Regions from separate parts of the Mus musculus genome. Here all the other regions are linked to region 6. The links are chromatin contacts, called in public Hi-C, HiCAR-type, HiChIP or PLAC-seq and promoter capture Hi-C maps. All regions are on one chromosome and are shown on one strand. Each heading gives the region's core, a stretch centred on a gene start, on an enhancer-like site or on the middle of the called end of the contact. The rest is flanking DNA. Distances are from core to core; before and after follow the strand shown.

Region 1 (3,174 bases), core at 487-2,986, 1.6 Mb before region 6:
AAAACAAAGTAAAAAGATAGGAAGATCAGTATACCAACATGTGTAAAGTTAGGTTTAATCCCTAGTACTATGGAAAAAAATAAAAATAAGACAATAGCAACTCCTTACTTGCAGAGACGTTATATTGTATGTGCATACGAGGCAGATGTTATACTCTCAAATAGGCTGAAAAACTATTTGCTGTCACAAAATAAGCCTATCCCTCTCTATAGAATTTCTTTAACTTAATCGCAGAGAGAGGACATTTACACCAAAAGTGAGAATTTAAAGTTAAATTTTTAATGCTGGAGTTATCCTTTTATCTTAATGACAGTTGAGGTTTCCAGAAAAGACTTATCTTATTCACATACATTTTCTCTATCACTGATATTTTACTGTGGAAAATAACAAACATAGCTAAATATATTACTTCCCCAAAGTAGTAGCTTTTACAGTACCTGTAAGAGAAAAGTAAACAAATAATTTAAAATGCCACCATCGTTCTCTTCCTCCTCTTCTTCCTCATCAGACTGGTGAAATGAAGTAACAAACTTGGCTGTGAAGTCCATGACCCTCTCCACGGCAGGTTCACGCTTATATACCACCATAGCATACTTAAGGTAATGAATAAACTCCTCCTGAAAAGCTGTTTTATCATCCATCTGAAAGAGAGAAGAAACGCCTCCAGAAGCTGCATTAATAAAAATTCTTTATTCCCAACACTGCCATAATACTGCTGAAAGTGTTACCCTTAGGTTAAACTCTAAGGTTTCTTAATAAACTATCAATTATCCAAATCAAGGAAGGGAAAATATATCCGCACAAACTTCTCTTCAGTATATAATTTGTACCTCTGAGAAAACACAAAGCATAAATCTGAACAGTGCAAAATTATCTCATTTTTCTCTCAACGCCTTTGGATTATCGGTATTTTTCTTACCGGATTAATGCAAAACAAGCTTCGCCATAAATGACTCAAAATCAACAGCTTTGTGTTTATTTTACTTAGGCCTTCCTAGCATCCGTCAATTTCCTTCTGTCATAACTTACACATTTTGCTCCCTACCCTTGATCACTTTTATATGTCCTTAACTTTCCGTGAACTCCAAAACAATGTATCTTCCTCACATTCGCTGTCCAGTAATTCCCCGCCGCTACACTCGACACACAATTGCCATGTACGGGAAAGACTGGGTGCTTATGGTTTCCCTAGCTGGTGAAATGAAGGTGGTTTTAAAGCTTAGGAGTTGGTTGAAACAACTTCATCGATTGCCTGAGATGAACCAGAGACCTCCAAGGAAATAAAGGCGTCTGAGATTCCCTGCGCAGATCAACAAGTCACTGAGGAACTGAGGATAACGGATAACTCCCCGCATCCCCTGGCGGGATGAGGATGGAGAAGACGGGTGACTGCGTGTGGCCGACGCCGGGCGTTCTGCTCACTGGCTGTGGCCGGGAGACCTCGGGCGAGCCTCGGATCCCATCCCTCCGTCGCGGGGCGCGCAAGGGCAGAAGGCGAAGCCCGGAAGCCGAAGCCAGGCCGCTTACCGCGCCGTACGTGCGGCTCAGCGCCACCACCAGCTTCGCCTGGTTCTGGTGCGGCTGCTGCGCCAGCTGAAACGCCTCCTTCACAGAAAGCCGCTTCTTCTGCGCTGCCATGGCGCCGGGACGGGAACTGCCCGAGAGAGACTGTGGTTCGCGATCCGAGGAGGACTCAGTTTCCCGCGGCTTCCGACACCCTAGCCCTGCAAGGCTCCGAGTGACGGGTTAGCGCCAGAGTTTTCAAACAACTATCGCGGGAGGATGAGATCTCGCGAGACTTCCGCCGGAGGGAGGGTCGGAGAGCGGAGACCTGAGGGTCCCGGAGCTGACTCCACCCTCCGCTCCGCCCCGCTGCTGGGACGCCTGGGGTGTGGCCTGCCGCTCTCCCAATAGGAAAAGGTGTTTGTATGGGAGGCATGGGCGGGGCCGGAAGTAGTGCTGTGGAGGAGCGCGCCTGAAGTGGGCGTTCAGCTTTCTGAATTAAACTGGTGGCCTTCGGTGCCTTGCGGGATCTTGTGGTTGGGAGTGAAGGGAGAAAGCGGAGGACTGCCGCAGCGACTGGCTGAGAACGGGTAAATCCCGAGCGAAGGAGTCGTTTGGGAGATGTCGTACGGAGCCCGCCCGGGGCTTGGGGATGTCAAACTTTCCGAGGGCGTCCTGGACGAGGGCCTCCGCAGTCCTTCGGACCCCGTGGGTCCGGGCGGGAACTGCCCGTCCGCGATGAGACAGTCTGGGGGACTGGGAAGAGAAAGGCAGGGTCAGTTTAGGCTGCAGCCGCTTGGAGATGCTCCAGCGTGACGGATGTGCTTGACAAATCTGCCTAACAACTCTGCTAAGCAGAGGAGAACGCAGACAGTATAAAAGGAATTTGGGGGTCTTGACTAAGATCGCGTGCTGGATATATAAAATTATTTCTAAATGCCTCACCTGGGACATAGGACATACCACTCCAAAACCGGGAAACTTACTTGGTGTGTTGCTTGATGACTTGGGAAACATAAATGCAGCCACCTATTCCGTCTGTACTGGAAATCTACATTGGTGACACGTATCAGGAAGAGGGCTGCCTCCAGACTATGTTGTTCTGTAGGTACTCTGGGAATCCCTAGAGGACCTGGGGAGATAATGATTCATGGGTAAAGTGCTTGCTGAACACACATGAGGATCTGAAGTCACATGTGATATTTCACATACAAACACCAGATGTTAACATTTGTATGTAGTCCTAGCACTTGAGGGTGCTGAGAGCCAGACAGTGGATCTTAGGCTCATTGATCTGCCAAAGTAGCAAGCTTCAGGGTGGCTGAGAGCCTTTCTCAAACAGTAAGGTCTAAAGTAATCAGTGAAAACACTCAATGTCTGTCTCTGACCTAAACATGCATGTACCACACATACAAGATAAATAAAACTTTAAATAAATGATAATAAGATGAGAACCAATATGTGTGTGTGTGTCATTTGTTTTTTATGTAAACAGACAAACTAAAACTTAGAACATATTAATATTTTGTGACAATCTGTGACCTTTCATTTTAGGTGCTTGCTGCCTTTATTGTTTTGTTGATTAAAAAAAAAATGTCTCATGAGTATTTTATCTAGTTATTTCAGTATCAGTGAAATATAAGGAATCTGACCACCAGAGGTCAGTATGAC
Region 2 (3,092 bases), core at 498-2,997, 1.2 Mb before region 6:
CTAAAGGGTCACTTTTCATCTTAACTAGAATCACCTGCAAAGAGTGTCAGTTGTGTAGCTGTCTTTATCAGGTCAGTCTGTGGACACCACAGTGGGAGGATTGTCTTGATGAATGCAGGAGGATCCAGACAGCTGTGGCTGGTTCCATCCCTGGGCAGGTGGTCCTGGCGTATACCAGGAAGTTAGTCAGGCAGTTAGGAAGCAGTATCCTCCTTGGATGCTCTTCCTTTCCCTGCTTGTGAATGAGTTCCTGGTGGAGGTGAGTTCCCTGCTGGAGGTAACACTGTACAGAATAACAAGGAGTCCTACCTTGAGCTTCCTGCCTTGAGCTACTGCCCTGACTGACCTTATGACCTATGACCTGGAAGTGTAAGGTGAAACAAACCCTTTCCTCCCTAAGTTAGAGTGTTTCATCACAGCAACAGAAAGGGAACTAGAATAATGACAGATTAGCTAATATCCTGTTTTACATTCACACTTCTTTTTACATTCCATTAATTATTTTATATATTAGTACCTTTATGTTTATTTGCCTTTAATTACTTCAATTAGATCATAGGTAACTTAAACTAATAGTCACGTTAAAGATCTTTGAATGTCATTGAGGCTACATCTCAAAGATTGTGTTATATAATGCCACTATCAGTGTTACTTTTGAAAAATCTGTACTTTTAATCTTAATTTTTGCTTTTACTTAGAAGTAACCGAAAGATCTCTTGAGAATTTTTGAGTTGTTATTTTATGGGCTGGCACACTATCTTTTGCTATAAATTTCGAGAGTCATTGGATTGTGTGATAATTTCTATTTTGGGGGCTGAGATATTTGAGTCTGACCCATATTTTAAATCTCTTGTGAATGTTTAAAAATGTCTAATCTCTGTTTATATAAGCTCTTGTTGTAAGTACTTAGTTAAGCTTACCAAGGCTAAAATCCAAGTTCCTACTTTCATAGAAAATGACAATCATTTTTGACGGAATGTCTTTCACATTAACAATTCTGCTATGCCAAAGAATGATTCCCATCTGTGCCTGCTGTCTACTAAACTTTATAGCTTTATGCATTTTGAAACTATTTCATGTGACTATAGGTGCTTTGTGGATTTTACTTTACGGCCTGGTAACAGGCCTGTGACACCTTATTTTTAGCTTCTTAGTTTCACTTTAATATGGTTCTTATAACCAGGGCATAGGTATTCTAATTTATCTTAGTTAGCATATCATCACCAGTTTGTATGCTTCTGTGTGATGGCTATAAGGCAGGTGTTTTTGTTATGATTAGTGAAACATTTGGATCTATTATTGCTGCTATGTTTCTTGGTTTCTGGTTATTTCTGCTCTTTGTTGAATTTGTAATGATTTTGTTTTATCCATCTCTCCTCAATTACTGAAATACACACATACCACAGATACTACTGCTACTGTTCTAAGCATTTTCTCTTAATTATTGATATGCATTTAAATATTTTAAAAAATCAACACCTAGAGTTATTCTCTGTGTGTTTGATCTAGTATCTTGCTTGATTAAGCCTCTTCCTGTGGGGCTGTGGTTCCATGTGCCTTCATATGGAGCAATGATATTTCTGAAAAAAAAAAAAAAAAACAAACAAACCATCGGCTGAGCTATGATCATCAAAGTTTGATTTATTGAGGATACTAATAAAGCCCAAATCCTCAGCCAGCAAGATGTCTCAGTGGGTATACGTGCTTGCCAAATAAGACTGATGACTTGATTTTGAGTCCCAGAACCCACAGGACGGAAATGGGAACTGACTCATGCAAGTGGTCTTCTGACCTCCACACACATGGTGTAGTGTGTGACTGTGCACACACATGTGCTTCCTGCCCCCCATAAGTCAAATAAAACCCAACCCAATCCTACTTGTCACCTGCCATTGCCAACATACACAGCTGGTAAAGGATTTTAATGTCAACAGATTATGGAGGACATGTTTTGATAATCCAGGATGTTTGAAAGCATGCCCAAGCTTTGTGAACATCAGTGTCTTTGTTTTCCCCATTTTTTACTAGCAATACAGAGAACTTCATCATGGCCAGAGACTGAAAAGGAACACTAGTATTTGGCAATCATTGGCTTATAGTCGGCCTTCTCTTCCTATGCTTCTTAACTATTTCAAATTTCCTTTATCCTTTCATTTTCTCTCTCCTTTACCTCTTTCTTGCTTGTGCGTATTTGCAACTACTACTGTCAGTTACTGAAATGCCTTCCAAGCTCTCTTCTACAGAGAAAACTATTTATGCAAGGGATAGATTTTTGAAGAATTTACATAATTCAAAACCTAGATAATTAAGATTAATTTCCTCACAGATCTGACAGTAGTATTTCTGATAGTGGGTATTTCTGTTTACCGGCTCAAGCAAGAGTGTGTAAACACAGCCTATAACCCACTTTGCATAACAGCATCAAGACTAAACAATTCCTGATGAATCAAACAACCTTTTTGAAACTGCATAATTTTGAATTTTGTGCATAACTTGGAGGCTTTATTAATATTTTTGTACCATATACTTTCAAATTAACTCAATGTTTCATAATATGCAATTGCCCTTCATTATCCTACCACCTCTGATTTCTCATTAGTGCTTGATTATATTTGTGATAATAATTGCAATCATTGCAGCAGGAGCCTTCACTCTTTCTCTCTCTAAGATAGGAACTGCAGCTCTGATTGGGTAGAGCCCTCTGCGGGCAAAGTGAATGCTTAACTAGGAAGAGCGTAGTGCTATGGAGGGAGCATCCCCAGGGCAGCCCTGGTTGGTTTCCTTGGCATCCACATTCAACATTCTTTGGATCAGGACACTTGAGCAACAGGATTCTTTACTGGGATTTCTCTCTGTACAGCCAGTTCCATGGTGGCAAGCTTTTCTTCCCCATCCTTTGATTCTGCCTTGACGAGAGTATGTGGGAAAGACTTTACCTCATAGCTAGGATACAAAAGAGGAAGAGGGAGAGGAAGAGGGAGAGGAAGAGGAAGAGGAAGAGGAAGAGGAAGAGGAAGAGGAAGAGGAGGAGGTTGCACAGTTCCCTTCAAGCATAAGCTAAGATGATCTAAAGATCTCTCACTAGGCCCTGA
Region 3 (2,941 bases), core at 83-2,582, 1.8 Mb before region 6:
CTATCTCTACTCTACACATCACCTTATTCTAGCCTCCCAAATGATAAGATTGCAAACATATATTCATAAACACATGGCTTCAAACTTCACATTCGAAAATTTCTGATGAAGATGTAATGCTACATTTTTACTTCTGATGCAACAAACGCTGAGCAATAAACTACTCTAAGAAGAAAAAAGAATGATAGATAAGACTATACCACAAGATAGGGCAATACAGAATTGAGAATTTGAGTTCCTAAGAATTAAAATATTTTTTTCCGCAAAGGTGAGTATAAATGCCCAGTAATGTACAGCACTTCTCTGTAAACTCTGGATGGCTTACAAGCTCTTGGTCCCCTGTGACAATACTGACATAAGTGTAGAAATGGCTCTGGTGCAAAAGTTTTTTTTTTTTTTTTAAGTAATTTTAAGTATATACTTAATCAAAAGATTCTCCTCTCCCCAAGGAAGTTTTCTCTAGCACAGAGCAGGATCCATCTATAACAATTACAAAGTGTTAAATCCCATGCAAGGTTAGTTCCCCCGATTTTTGTAACTAATCTCGCTTTTCAAGATCTCTTCGCTTCACAAAACTGATGTCCTCGCACATCTTTTCTGGATGCAGTAGGATGATTGGCAAGCGCTTTCGCTGAAAGTGAAGATAGATGACATTGACCCTGAAAAGTTTCCAGCACTTAAGGAGCTGCCTAGCCCAGCACCGCCAACTCTTGAGGCTTCCACCGTACTCCCCTCTTGGAACTCGAGGAAGCAAGCATTTGGGCGGAGGGAGTTAGAGGCTAAACCCACTGGGGGCAAAACATTAGAAGTCTGGGGCCGAGCTGCTATCTGGAAAAGTGCGAACTGGCTAGGCTAGGAGAGCGCTCAACGCGAGAGGACTACAAAGCCCAGAGGGCACAGCGTCGCTCTCTTGCGCTCCTCTACGGGACCTGCACGCAATGGAGGCTGGGAAATGAAGTCTTCGGACTTCCAGCGCTCCGCGCGAGGGCAGAAGGGAGGCGTTGCTGGTCCGCTCCTTCAGCACGCGGGTTCCTGGCTGGCCTCCGGGTTTCTCGCTCCCGCTCAGGGTTTTCGTGGACGGCGGGAGCAGTATGGCTTGCCTGAGTAAACTCTGGGGGGAGGAGGGGAAGGGAGTGGGTAAGGAGGCGGGGTCAGCGGAAGCGGCAGGTTGCTTCCTTCTCTCCGCGCTCCCTCCCCGCCTCTCCCCGAGGGAGCGGTGGGAGGGGGAGGGGAGGGCAGGAGGAAGGTAGTGACACGTGTCAATCAACCCCCCTCCGGGGGGCGCGCGCTCCGGGGCTCGCGCCGAGGGCTCGCGCCCCTGCCTCGTGCCTGCGCCGCTCGTATGTAAATGAGGGCGCGTGACGCGGGACGCAGATGGACAAGGGAAGAGAGAGAATGGCCGCTGCCGCCGCTGCTGCCGCCGCCGCCGCTGCCGCTCAGTGCCGGAGCCCTCGGTGCGCGGCGGAGAGGAGAGGATTCCGGCGGGAACTCGACTCTTGGCGCCACCGCCTCATGCACTGTGTAGGTAAGAGAGACACGGGCCGGGCCGGGCTCGGCGCCACGGTGCGGCTGCCGGAGGAGTTTGTGGCTGAGGGGTGTAGTTGGAGCTCCGGTTCGGGTCAGTTCAATGGGGAGCGATGGGAGCGGCGGCGGCGGCGGCGCGGCGGCCCCGGCGGCGCCTTTTGTCTCGGGGCTCCCTGCCCGGCGCGGTCCGCGCCCCGCCGCCCGCCTGCCCGGCTCCGAGCTCCCGGGGAACTGTTAGTTCGGACCCACTCTCCGAGCACCCCGCGGAAGCAGCCCGCCCGCTCGTGCTGCCCCGAAACTCCTCGGCGCCCGTCGCCACCCGCCGGTGCCCCTGTCACCGCGGCTCTCCACCGGGGCGGAGGGGACCCTGGAGCGGCGAGCCGGTCCGCGCCCCCGGCCGGGCGCTCACACACCCCCTTCTTGCGGCCCTGGGGCTGGCGGCGAAGACGCTGCCTAGTTCCTGGGACGCGGGACCAGGGGTTGCGGGGCGCTCGCGGGGCGGGGGGCGGGGGGCGGGAGAGGGTCGAGGGGCGATGGGGGCGGCGCCTGAGGGGCGGGGGGCGGCCGCCTCTGCCCTCTTGCGAGTGGCCTCGGATCTGTGTGTACCCCTTTAAGAAGGAGCCGCTCGAGCTGACGGTTGGGATTTGAAGTTCTTCCTCCCTCTTTGGAAGTCTGGACGGATGGGGGGTGTTGCTATGGCGACGGCACCCTCCCCACGCCCCCCCCCCCTTTCCTTGAGGACGCCCCGACGACTCCGGTCCTCTTTTCGCTGTCATGTGATGGACTCGCGTAGCCCTCCCCGCCTCCCATTCCTGTTCAAATGCAGTTCAGTTTTCCGTTTCGGTGGGGTCTGATCGGTTTTGCTTCAAACTTGCGCGCTCCCGGCTGTCATTCAGTGGGCTGCTCCGGGTAGCGGGAAGTACTGGGACTCCCTTACCTTGTTGCGGTCGCTGCTTTTCCTCACTCAGAGTGCGACGTGTGCCCACAGCTGTTACCCAGCAGGTTGGTTCAGTGCAACAGAGGGGCTGCGAGCGGAGGGTGTGCTTCGGCAGGGGTTACGGGGTAGCTTTTGAGGGGAGGAGGTGGGAGTGGAGGCTGGTCGGTGTTAGGAGTGGGTGGTTGCGTCGGTTTTCTTTTCTGACGAGTAGGTGTCAGCCTTTGGAGTTGAGTGTAGTAAGCTCAGTTCCTTGGGAAGACAACTCTCTCCTAACCGTGTTTTCATCTGTTCTTGCGCCACCTCGCGCCCTGTCCCCCTTCCCCATCCCTCGCAGATTTGCTTGGGTAGAGCCCTAAGGTCTGTCTTGTTTTCACTAATCATAGTAGATGAAACCAGATGCAACTCCAGTTCAGTAATGTGCCATACAGAATTATATATATATATATAAGCAGAAGGGAGGGCACTCTGATTTAGGAGCAT
Region 4 (3,005 bases), core at 325-2,824, 1.4 Mb before region 6:
GACAGCAGCTGACAGAGGAACACAGTCTGAGAACAGACCCCGACAGCCTTGAGCAAGCACCGAAAAAAAAACCACAAAGACACAGAACCAAATTTAGGTTCCGAACACAAGTCAAAACTACACCCAAAGTTCCTCTCAGAAGCAATGAATCCTCCTGGCTAGCTCCAGATCTGATGGATGGAAACAGTCAAAGGATTTCCCACTCCTGTAACAGCTCGACCAACCAGACTGCCTATTCTGTGTACGGTAAAAGTTAAGTCTTGTTGGACTTTTGGGGCGTGAGCATGATGTGCAGATTTCAGAAAACCTATGGCCCACAAAGCTTGGGGGCGGGGGGGGGGGGGGCTTCACCAACGGCAGTAGGCCATGCAGACTTAAAAAAAAAAAAAAAACCAAACCTAACTGCAAGCCAGGCAGTGGTGCTGCACTTGTTCAATCCCAGCACTAGGGAGGCAGAGACAGTTGTGTGTCCAAAGTCAGCCTGGTCTACAGCGCTTGTTCCAAAACAGCCAGGGCTACGCTGAGAACTTGTCTCAAAACAAAACAAAACAAAACAAAAAGACAAAAACTAACTTCAGAAACTTTAGTTCCTGCTGCACCTCCCAGCCCACCCCCCCCCCCCATCCTTTGAAAAACATTTAAAGCATGGACCTTTATGGACAGTCAGTCTTACGGAGGTTAAAAACAACGCGTGCCCTTCTATTAAAAGCCCAGTATTTTAGGACTGGTGCGATGGCTAATCCGGTAAAGATGTTTGCCACCACACCTGAGTTCCATCCCTGCATCCAAGAGTGGATGGACCCAAGCGTTCTACTAAGGTTTCCTCCCACAGTGAGAACTCAACTTATGCCAACAAAGAGCATTTACCAAATGAATAGAAAGCGAAAGCCAGAGAAGTCAAGGGATGGCACCCAAACAAGCTAACAGGTAGGCAGGTGCCAGGGGCCATTGGAAGGTCTACACAGAACACTAGAGAAAAACAGGAAAAGCGTCCAGTATGTGACCTGGAAACTCAGAGGACCTCAGCCGAGTGGGCCCGCTCCAGGGAAGACCAGATCCTACTAGACCCGCAGGGGATCCAACGAGCCCCGAGGTGGATGGGAGTTGGGCGAACTTCAAGGCCACGGTCTCCAGAAATGTCGCGGTTGCGGGGGCAGACCTGAGACGACCGGCCACAGGTAGTACCCAATCTACGGCAGGCGACTTCCATTCTCCGGTGCCCCGCCTCTACTAAACGCCGGGACCGAGAAAGGAGTTAACCTGCGCGCCTTCCGCACGCCTGTGAGGGCTGCACAGAGACGCCCACATCTCGGCTTACCTCGAAGGATGACTCCAACTCGTCCACCAAAGTGCTGTTAGATGGTCTCGGGGCCCCAGGGGCTGCTTGCAGAAGCGACGCCTGGCCTGGGAGCCCGGGCGGCGGCGGCGGGGGACCTGGAGGCTGCCCAGTGAACATCCCTCCCAGGGACGCCGCCATGTCTGCAACGGCGGGCGGAAACGACACCGGGCCTGTGTGCGCAGGCGCGGGCAGCCTGATCACGTGGCAGGCCTGGTCACATGACGGGCAGTTCGCCTATTCGCCCGGAGAAAGGATTTACCATCATCCTTGTTTCTGTGCGGTCTGCCCAATTTATAGCCGACCTGGGTTTACTCTTTTTTGACCTAAATACTAAATGCTGGGACTGGTTTAAACCAGTCACTTGCAGAGACCGAACAAGGGCGCTGGCCTCCCTGCCTCCAGCCAAGCCCTTGGGCTGTCCCTAAAGACCTTAGCCGAGTCTTTTCTGCGCTCCTTTAGAAAAATGAGTCATCAGTTCATTCTAGGGTGATTAAGGGCTTGAGATGTACCAAATGCCAATCTAGTCACTTGTTCTGGCTGGAACAACACAAGTTCCCTCTAAATTCTGGCGTGAGGTGACATCCTGAAGGATACCAGTGTTCCTGGCACTTTTCTAATCGTATATGATAACACCGGAGGGAAAGTGACTGCATCTGTTTTCATAACGGCTTTAATGTTTGCCTGTTCACTAATTCAGAAGCCAAATAGCCTTGTTGTCGTCGTTGTTGTTTAATTTTACAACACTTAAAAAAAAAAGAAAAATTATCAGCTGACCAAGTTTTCGCCGAAAGATTTCCTTGCCCTAGACAGAGGGTAGGGAATAAGTGACAGGAGACAGGATGAAGGAGAAGAGAAGGATGGGGAGTGGTATTTGTCACTGGAGGATAAAAGACTGCCTCTAGATAGAGAGGAGACAGATGCGGCACATAGTAAAATGGACATTTATAATGGTATAAAGGGAACCCCTGTGTTAGAATGATGTGTTCAATTTTAGTTGGACAAGTTAATTAGGTGAGCCAACGGGGACTTTTCATTGCTGGACTTCAATACGATGATATCTTCACCTTGGTAGTCAGCCTCAGGAAGTGGCCAAATAAGTGAACAAACCTCGGTGGCTAGCTTTAGGAACACAATCTAACAGTTCTTAGTAAAGCAGAGGAAATGGAGGAGCCGAACAAGGATTGCCAGAGCCATGCTCAAGTGGACTAGTGTCCCTTCAACTTAACTGAGTCCTTCTAGTTTCCAGATAGGCATGTTTAATAATCTAGACATAGTAGTAAATACCCCAAATAGGAAGAAAAACCTCATAAATACATACAGCATTATTTGTAGAGATAAGTACTGAGGGAAAATGCTTGGGAGTGGACAGCTAAGTGCTCTTTGATGTGGAGGGCCTCTCTAAAGAGATCTCATTTGGAATGAAAATTTAAATGGAAGACCTTTCTAGAAAAAAAAACCTAAAGAAATACTTTGCGGGGTTAGTCAGGTTTTAGTTATCTATATGCCCAACATCCAGAACTCTGTCTAGCAAATATAGAGAAACACTTGTTGACTGAAAAATAAGCGCAGAGGCTTGAGCAGATGGCTGAGCTCGGGCTGGGAAGGCTGCATCTCAGCACTGGATTGGCCCAGGCTGCAGTGGGCCCATGGCAGCAGTTTCTTGAGT
Region 5 (2,944 bases), core at 409-2,908, 1.5 Mb before region 6:
GAGGGCTTGGATTTCAGGAGTTCACCACCATACCTAGTCCCAACACACATTTTAAAAAATTGTCTAATTTCTTGATATTAATGCAAGGAAGAAATGAAAGGGATGAAATGAAATTAAATAGTATGCCTTTTAGTATATAAATTGAGTAACTTGATGATGATGTAGTATTCGGGTGCTTGCACGTTAGGAGACTTGCCACCAATGTGGCAAGTGTGTGTTCACTCTCAAATACCAAGAGTCACAGGGCCACTGATGTGATAATCCAAATTAGTGAATATTTTTTTGGTTCAGTATTCTCATTCCATGAAGGCTAATTTTCTTCTCATTTGCACAGTGGTTGAATTTCTGTAAAAATGATATTATTTATATACTAAAAATAGCATTCTATAAAATTTGGAAATAAATAGGAAGCCTGTATTTAATACATGGACTCCTGTGACCCTGATCACCAAAGATTTTTGTCCCACGGAGTTGTGGGATAAGCCTAAGGTTCTCTTGGTTGCTCCTCTGGGTGCTCTGTAATGCCTGGGAGGTAGACAGGGGTTCACAGTTGTGGTATCACTGTCCCCATTTCACACCCAACTGCCGTTTGTAATCACCTGATCAAATAGTTAATTTTTCCCACCTATAAAATGAGTATTGTTATTGGAGGGCGAGAAGTTTATAAAATAAAATATATTAGCCAGGCAAAATCATAATAATGACACTATTGCCACTTCAGAAAAATCTGACCAGGATTCTGTCTTGTTTCTCAAAGTCCATTGTTCAAAACCAAAAAAAAAAGCCAGAAACGATTTTGGTTCTCTACCTACCTGCTTTCCCAGTCTAAGGGGCAACAACTTCAAAACGCAACAAGGTTCAGCCTCGGGTCTGTCTGAGGTAATGGCACAGGTTAGATGAGCTCCTTTGCTTTAACTGGGTAGGCTTGACTTTCCAGACCCATCTGGTGCCCCTTGTAACTTCCTTTCCCACTACCACCCTTTCTAGCTCTTGCAGGACTTTTTTTCCTTGTCGCTACCTCTTTCCCTACTCTGAGACCGAAATCTGGCGATGCCCCGCCCCCAACCCACCCCCAAGTTTCGGTCACTAGTGACCTTTGAGTGGACGATGTGGGGAGATCTCTAGCATCACTGAGCAGGTCCTATCCAAGGTCAGGAAGGGGGGCTTCCAATTCAGTCCCACCGTGTAGTTCTGAGGTTCCAGCTCTATTCCCACTTTGAGCTCCAGATCTCAACCTCCTAGAATCGGAGTGGTTAGCTCCCTCATCCCCACTTCTGCCCTTCAGCATCCCGCCTCCTCTCTTCACCCTCGCTCTAAGCATCAGGGCTGCAGGAATAAGACCCGCTCTCTCATCTGTCCCATCTACTACTACAGGATTTTCTAATATTTTCATTCTGATTTGCCGATCTGCTAGGGACTAAAGCCAGCATTTCTTCCTCTTGGCCTGAGCTATCCACCTCGGGCTGGATCGCTCACAGTGGAGTTGGAAGCTCCAAGCCACCCAGTTGGCCAAGGAGAGGGAAGGGAAAAAAAAAAAAAAAAAACCCTGCCCAGGGCACCGCCCCCACCTCCTGTCCCCCAACACCCCTCAGAAGCTGTCCTCTTGCAGGTATAGCCCGCACCCTCTCGGAAGCATCCGCAGATGGTAAACCTCACGTGCAAGGCGCCAGCGCTACGCTGCATGGTGCGGGTGCCCGTGAGCCAGCTAGCTCGCGAACGAGCACGAGCAGAGGAAGGTGGTGCGCGAGTGGGCCCGGGAAGGAGACACCTCCGGAAAGAGAGCCACGCGGCTGTGCTGGCAGGACTGCAGTGCCACCTCTCTGGAGAAAGCTCTCACGCCCGTGCTCGAACGCACGTGCACACGGCCAGCGGTGAGAGCGCGCGAGTCAGAGCATTTCAGTGCAGGGCTCCTTAAAGCGATGGCATCTGCCCTCAACAGCAAAATTCACCCGCCAGGAACCTGCGCGAGCTCCAAAGCCGACGCCCGCGGTGGCTCGGGCTGGAGAATGGACTGTGATCCGGAGATGCACGTGAAAATGTGCAAGAAGATCGCTCAGCTCACTAAGGTAAGGCGGGGTGCTGCGGGCAGACCAGCTGTGTGCCACAGGCACCCAGAGTAGGGGTGGGAGTGTAGAAGCACCCCAGGGGAGGACCGCACTGAATCCCCACAAACTTTGTCACAGAGACCAAAGGAAGCTGTTCTGTATCTGAGTGAAGTGACCTTCTGGAGACTGCATTTGGAAGCAGCAGACAGGATTCTTTGCCAAGGAAACTCCCGCAGCCTGCTTGCTTAGCAGGTGGGCTGTGCTTTCCCAAGGCTAGAGGGTGTGTGTGTGTGTGTGTGTGTGTGTGTGTGTGTGAGAGAGAGAGAGAGAGAGAGAGAGAGAGAGAGAGAGAGAGAGAGAGAGAGAGAGAGAGAGATCATGTTCCCTTGCCAGCCCTGTTCAAACCTTCAAACCATCATGCCTGGAATGTTGTGATTTTATTCTCTATATCTGGGGAGATCATGTGAGACCTATTTAAACACGATTCATTAATTCCTTCATTCAACAAATATTTGAATCATTTGTTGAGTGCTAGCAGTCTTTCGTGGCATCGTACTAAACCTGGAAGGAAGCCCAGGGGACTTACTGTCAAACTGACTACAGGCATGTGTTGGATCATAAATGGGAAAGGGTAGGATGCTGTGTATGCTTGTGGTAATGGAAAAGACCTTGGGAGGTCAGCCAGCCCATATCCCTACTTCATCTCAGGATCTTGGTTGAATATATCCAGTATGTATACTTGAGATGTTGCCAATGCAGGTTGTTAATCCCTGGCAATTTCCCGGTTAGGAACAACTCCGCACAGATTCCCTCCACATATCTGTAGAGATGTCTTTCCTGCAGGGTTTGAGTAGTTTAAATTGTTTACTTGGTATTTTCCATTTGGTCTCAAACTCCTA
Region 6 (3,130 bases), core at 275-2,774:
GGTAAGTTCATATAAAAAATCCGCTTAGAACACATGGCGTAGAGCCTTATCACACCGCTGCCCGAACTTTGTGGATGTACAAGGAACGAGAAGGAGTACGGGTAGCCAGCCCTGTGCTGGTTTGCAGACACAGAAGCTGGATTCAGAGTGATAAGGCCATGAGTGCCCATGCTGGTAAAATAGGCAGCTCGGGGACAGCTAGGAGCTCCCAGGAGAGAGAACTCAAGTCTCAAGCTAACACCATCCTCAGTAGCCTGTCTGCCTCTGAGCAGGAAAGCTGTGGAGCCCAGGAGACTGTAAAGGGGAGAACTGGCCATCTTAGACTTCTCTAGTACTCCAACACTGCTTGCTTCAGTTTTCCGTGGTTTCTCAGTGGTCTTTCTGAATGAACTCTTTCTACACCTTCGCCGTGTAGAGGTCAATTTCAATTTCACCTTCCCCTGCCCATCCTCAGTGTATGCTATATTTTGTGGTGAGAAAATTACTAAATTAAAGTTCATTTGTCAGGGCTGGGGAGATTGGTGAGTGGTATAAAGCATCGGTTGTTTTGGCAGAGGCACTCCCTCTTTGCAGAGTTTAATTCCCTGCACCCAGCCCGTATGGCAGCTCACAACCCTTTGTAACTCCAGTGACAGGGAAGCCAACACCTTCTTTTGACCAACTCCACGGTAAAGTGCTACACATACATTCATGCAGGCAAAACATTCATACACGTAAACTATTTTTAAAAGGCCATGTGTCCACATACCTATTCTTCCAACATCTGTGCAGCCATTCTTTCATCTCTCCGTCCATCTACCTAACAACCCGCACACAATTAATACGCATCCTTTGATGGTAAAAATGTCCCAGAGGCGCTATTCTTCCTTGGTCTATTCTCTACCCACTTTTGGTTGAATCCAGGAATGTAATTGATCAAAAGGACCAGCGTTGTGTTTGTCCCTGATAGCACAGGGATACACTACAGCCAATTTTTCTCCCCCTTAGATGATTTTTGTTTGTTTGTTTGTTTTTTAGTTGTTTTAAATAAAATGCACTGAGTACCGGTATCGTGTCTAAAGAGCCAGGAAAGTGTGGAGGTTAGAGATTTTAGGAGCTAGCGGCCTTCCAAGCAGCGATTTAGGATTAGGTGATAGAGAAGGGTGTTCTGGGACTGAGCAGGGATTTCAGCAGGAAATAAATGCTCTGTCCCGTGGGTGTCCCCAGGGCATTGTAGCCTCTCAGAAGGTCCAATCAGTGCGCTCAGACTCAGAGCCCTAGGCTCCTGCTCTTTAAATTACCGAGCCTTGTGGAGACCCCGGCACCTGGCCTTAAGCTCAGCCCTGAGTAAGTACGTTTCTGAAGGAGTCGGTGTTCCTTTAGTTCCATCCCCAAACCTCTGCCAGAGACCCTAGAGGACGCAACAGGTTCCCAGAGTCCTGGAGTCCCGTGGTCCTGACTCAGGCACCCTTAGCCAACCCGGGGCGGAGCAGTGGGACGGGCTCTCACCCAATCACTCTTGTGGTGCCCTGGGGCTGGACCTTAAATAATTCATGAATTAAGTGGAAGGAGCCCAGCTTAGAGGCGAGGGGCTGGAGGGTTCCGAGACCCGGAGGAGAGCTGGACCGGAGAGGTGAGTTGCTCCGAGTGCCGACCCAGCGCGGGGCGCTGAGCTCCCCCTCTTCTAGAACACCCAGGGCAGGGATGAGGAGTGGAGAAGCTCGAGCAACGTCTTCCTCTGCCTCCACAGCAGGTGGCGGGAACCTAGTTTGTCTTCCCGAAGCTGGAGGGGCTGCAGGGTGGTGTGGGTCTCGGCCAGTGGGCGAGCCCAGGGTCTGGAGGACTGGTTATAGAGCGTGCAAACTTTTTCCCGCGGCGGTGGCCGGCTCCTCTCCGCGGCACATTGCTCCGCTCCGGTACTCCTTCCATCCTGTGGAGGGGTGGAGGTCGCTGGGTTCCGGAGACAAGAGCAGGAGGCGGTGAGACTTTCAGGCCACCGGCCCGCTTTCGGGAAGGGCGGCGAGAGGAGGTTCGGTCTGGGTCTTGAGAACTCTTTTGCGGTAAGGAAAACTCCAGGAAAGGCCAAGGTGGGGGGTAGGCTGGGGGAGGGGGACAGGACGTGGGACTCCCGGCCACCAGCCACCATCTGCTACCTATGTGCAGCTCACAGTGCTACTGGCCGCAGCGGGAGGGCGATGCCGGTGCAAGGGCAAACCGCCTCCCTGCGGCCGTTGCCAAGCGCACGCACCCGGGCTGGAAGTCCTGGCTCCAGTCAGCCCTTAGGGTCACACAGCACCGAGAATTTCAGCTTTCCTAGAGATGGAGAGCAGGAGCGCTCAGGGCATACCTTGACAGAATGCGGGGACCAGGGACAACAAAGAGGAATGTGGACTGAGCAGAGCTTCGTGGCTGCTGGAGGATCGGGGCTCGAGCTAAGTTCCCGAGAATGGGTCGGAGAGGTTCCAATCCTCAACCCGGCGTTCAAACAGGACTGGGTGGGGAAATGCCTTGGTGGCGCTCCGGACTACAGGACTCAGGGGCGATCCCCTCCCCCAGGCGACGGCGGATTCCTGGAGGCTCCCAGCTTCGCGCGCCGCCTCGCAGTCGGTTCTTTTGTGTTCCGCAGCCCGGGAAAGGCCCCTGAGAAGGGGGGAAGGTGGGCAGGAGGGCGCCGGGTCTGGCGGCAGCTTGTAGGGAAAGGCAGCGGAGCAAAGGTACCGGCGCTTCCTGCAGCTACTGCTTCCTCCGGGAGCTCGCTCTGTTGCTCTCTTGTTCAGTTGTGGACTTTTCTCATGCCCAGGCGGAGAATGGTTTGCTCGGCTTCTTGTGGGCGGTTGCTGGCCTTTGTTAAGCAAGCGAACGGTTAAAGTCCTTTGTGGACCCCTCCACCCTAACTCACTAGAGACCCAAACAACTTGAACAATGAATTTGCTTTGAGCCATGTGAGAACTTTTTTGATTGACCAATTGAATATTGGCAAATTCATACAGTCCGGCTTGGCGGACTACTTATTTTTCTTATTCATTTGTGAATTTACCTCTTTGAAGCACTACGGAGCTGGCGTCTGTCTGCATGGAGCCTAAGAGGTTCACGGTGGCTCGTCTGGAGCATCAGAACTTTATGAACAGCACACACTGTGCTGAGTTCTTTA

What was found. Promoter capture Hi-C pulls out the DNA fragments that hold promoters and counts their contacts. A called contact is a pair of places that touch in the nucleus more often than the background predicts. HiCAR-type assays count read pairs that join an accessible place to other places. HiChIP or PLAC-seq counts read pairs in DNA pulled down with a chosen protein or histone mark.
Region 1: a contact with region 6 is called in a HiCAR-type map of astrocytes, with 4 times the contacts expected there. The contact joins the promoter of Ncapg here to the promoter of Prom1 in region 6. A contact is called at or near these places in 2 of 39 promoter capture datasets (hippocampal neurons and liver) and 2 of 115 datasets of contacts at active chromatin or transcription factors (astrocytes and stem cell-derived neural progenitor cells).
Region 2: a contact with region 6 is called in a Hi-C map of bone marrow-derived macrophages, with 8 read pairs. The contact joins the enhancer-like site here to the promoter of Prom1 in region 6. A contact is called at or near these places in 3 of 39 promoter capture datasets (the C10 cell line, embryonic stem cells and liver), 1 of 484 Hi-C or Micro-C datasets (bone marrow-derived macrophages), 2 of 115 datasets of contacts at active chromatin or transcription factors (astrocytes and embryonic forebrain) and 1 of 9 other capture datasets (adipose tissue).
Region 3: a contact with region 6 is called in a HiCAR-type map of astrocytes, with 4 times the contacts expected there. The contact joins the promoter of Lcorl here to the promoter of Prom1 in region 6.
Region 4: an H3K4me3 HiChIP or PLAC-seq map of embryonic forebrain shows a contact between it and region 6, with 4 times the contacts expected there. The contact joins the promoter of Med28 here to the promoter of Prom1 in region 6. A contact is called at or near these places in 2 of 39 promoter capture datasets (cranial neural crest and embryonic stem cells) and 3 of 115 datasets of contacts at active chromatin or transcription factors (astrocytes, embryonic forebrain and embryonic stem cells).
Region 5: a contact with region 6 is called in a promoter capture Hi-C map of embryonic stem cells, with 3 times the contacts expected there. The contact joins the promoter of Fam184b here to the promoter of Prom1 in region 6. A contact is called at or near these places in 1 of 39 promoter capture datasets (embryonic stem cells), 1 of 115 datasets of contacts at active chromatin or transcription factors (embryonic forebrain) and 1 of 9 other capture datasets (liver).

The regions. Positions count from the first base shown.
Region 1 is chr5:45,668,487-45,671,660 of GRCm38.p6, reverse strand. Ncapg (non-SMC condensin I complex, subunit G) reads right to left here and starts at 1,736. Exons shown (of 21, transcript NM_019438.1): 1 at 1,528-1,736; 2 at 438-641. The coding sequence starts at 1,638. It overlaps 1600023N17Rik (RIKEN cDNA 1600023N17 gene), which reads left to right and starts at 1,953. Exons shown (of 1, transcript NR_073433.1): 1 at 1,953-2,960.
Region 2 is chr5:45,339,321-45,342,412 of GRCm38.p6, reverse strand. The region is part of intron 1 of D5Ertd615e (DNA segment, Chr 5, ERATO Doi 615, expressed); the gene reads left to right. Among named protein-coding and RNA genes, the nearest start is that of D5Ertd615e, 84 kb to the left of the region's middle. Within about 2 kb of position 1,747, at least 2 of the 459 cell types and tissues checked have an H3K27ac peak or open chromatin away from gene starts, as enhancers often do. A contact at or near this core is called in bone marrow-derived macrophages, where this site is marked.
Region 3 is chr5:45,855,931-45,858,871 of GRCm38.p6, reverse strand. Lcorl (ligand dependent nuclear receptor corepressor-like) reads left to right here and starts at 1,332. Exons shown (of 7, transcript NM_001163073.1): 1 at 1,332-1,525. The coding sequence starts at 1,375.
Region 4 is chr5:45,518,798-45,521,802 of GRCm38.p6, reverse strand. Med28 (mediator complex subunit 28) reads right to left here and starts at 1,574. Exons shown (of 4, transcript NM_025895.4): 1 at 1,319-1,574. The coding sequence starts at 1,477.
Region 5 is chr5:45,638,215-45,641,158 of GRCm38.p6, reverse strand. It overlaps Fam184b (family with sequence similarity 184, member B), which reads left to right and starts at 1,658. Exons shown (of 16, transcript NM_021416.3): 1 at 1,658-2,066. The coding sequence starts at 1,920. It overlaps 9630001P10Rik (RIKEN cDNA 9630001P10 gene), which reads right to left and starts at 1,884. Exons shown (of 4, transcript NR_102378.1): 1 at 1,623-1,884; 2 at 813-870.
Region 6 is chr5:44,100,130-44,103,259 of GRCm38.p6, reverse strand. It overlaps Prom1 (prominin 1), which reads left to right and starts at 1,524. Exons shown (of 28, transcript NM_001163577.1): 1 at 1,524-1,612.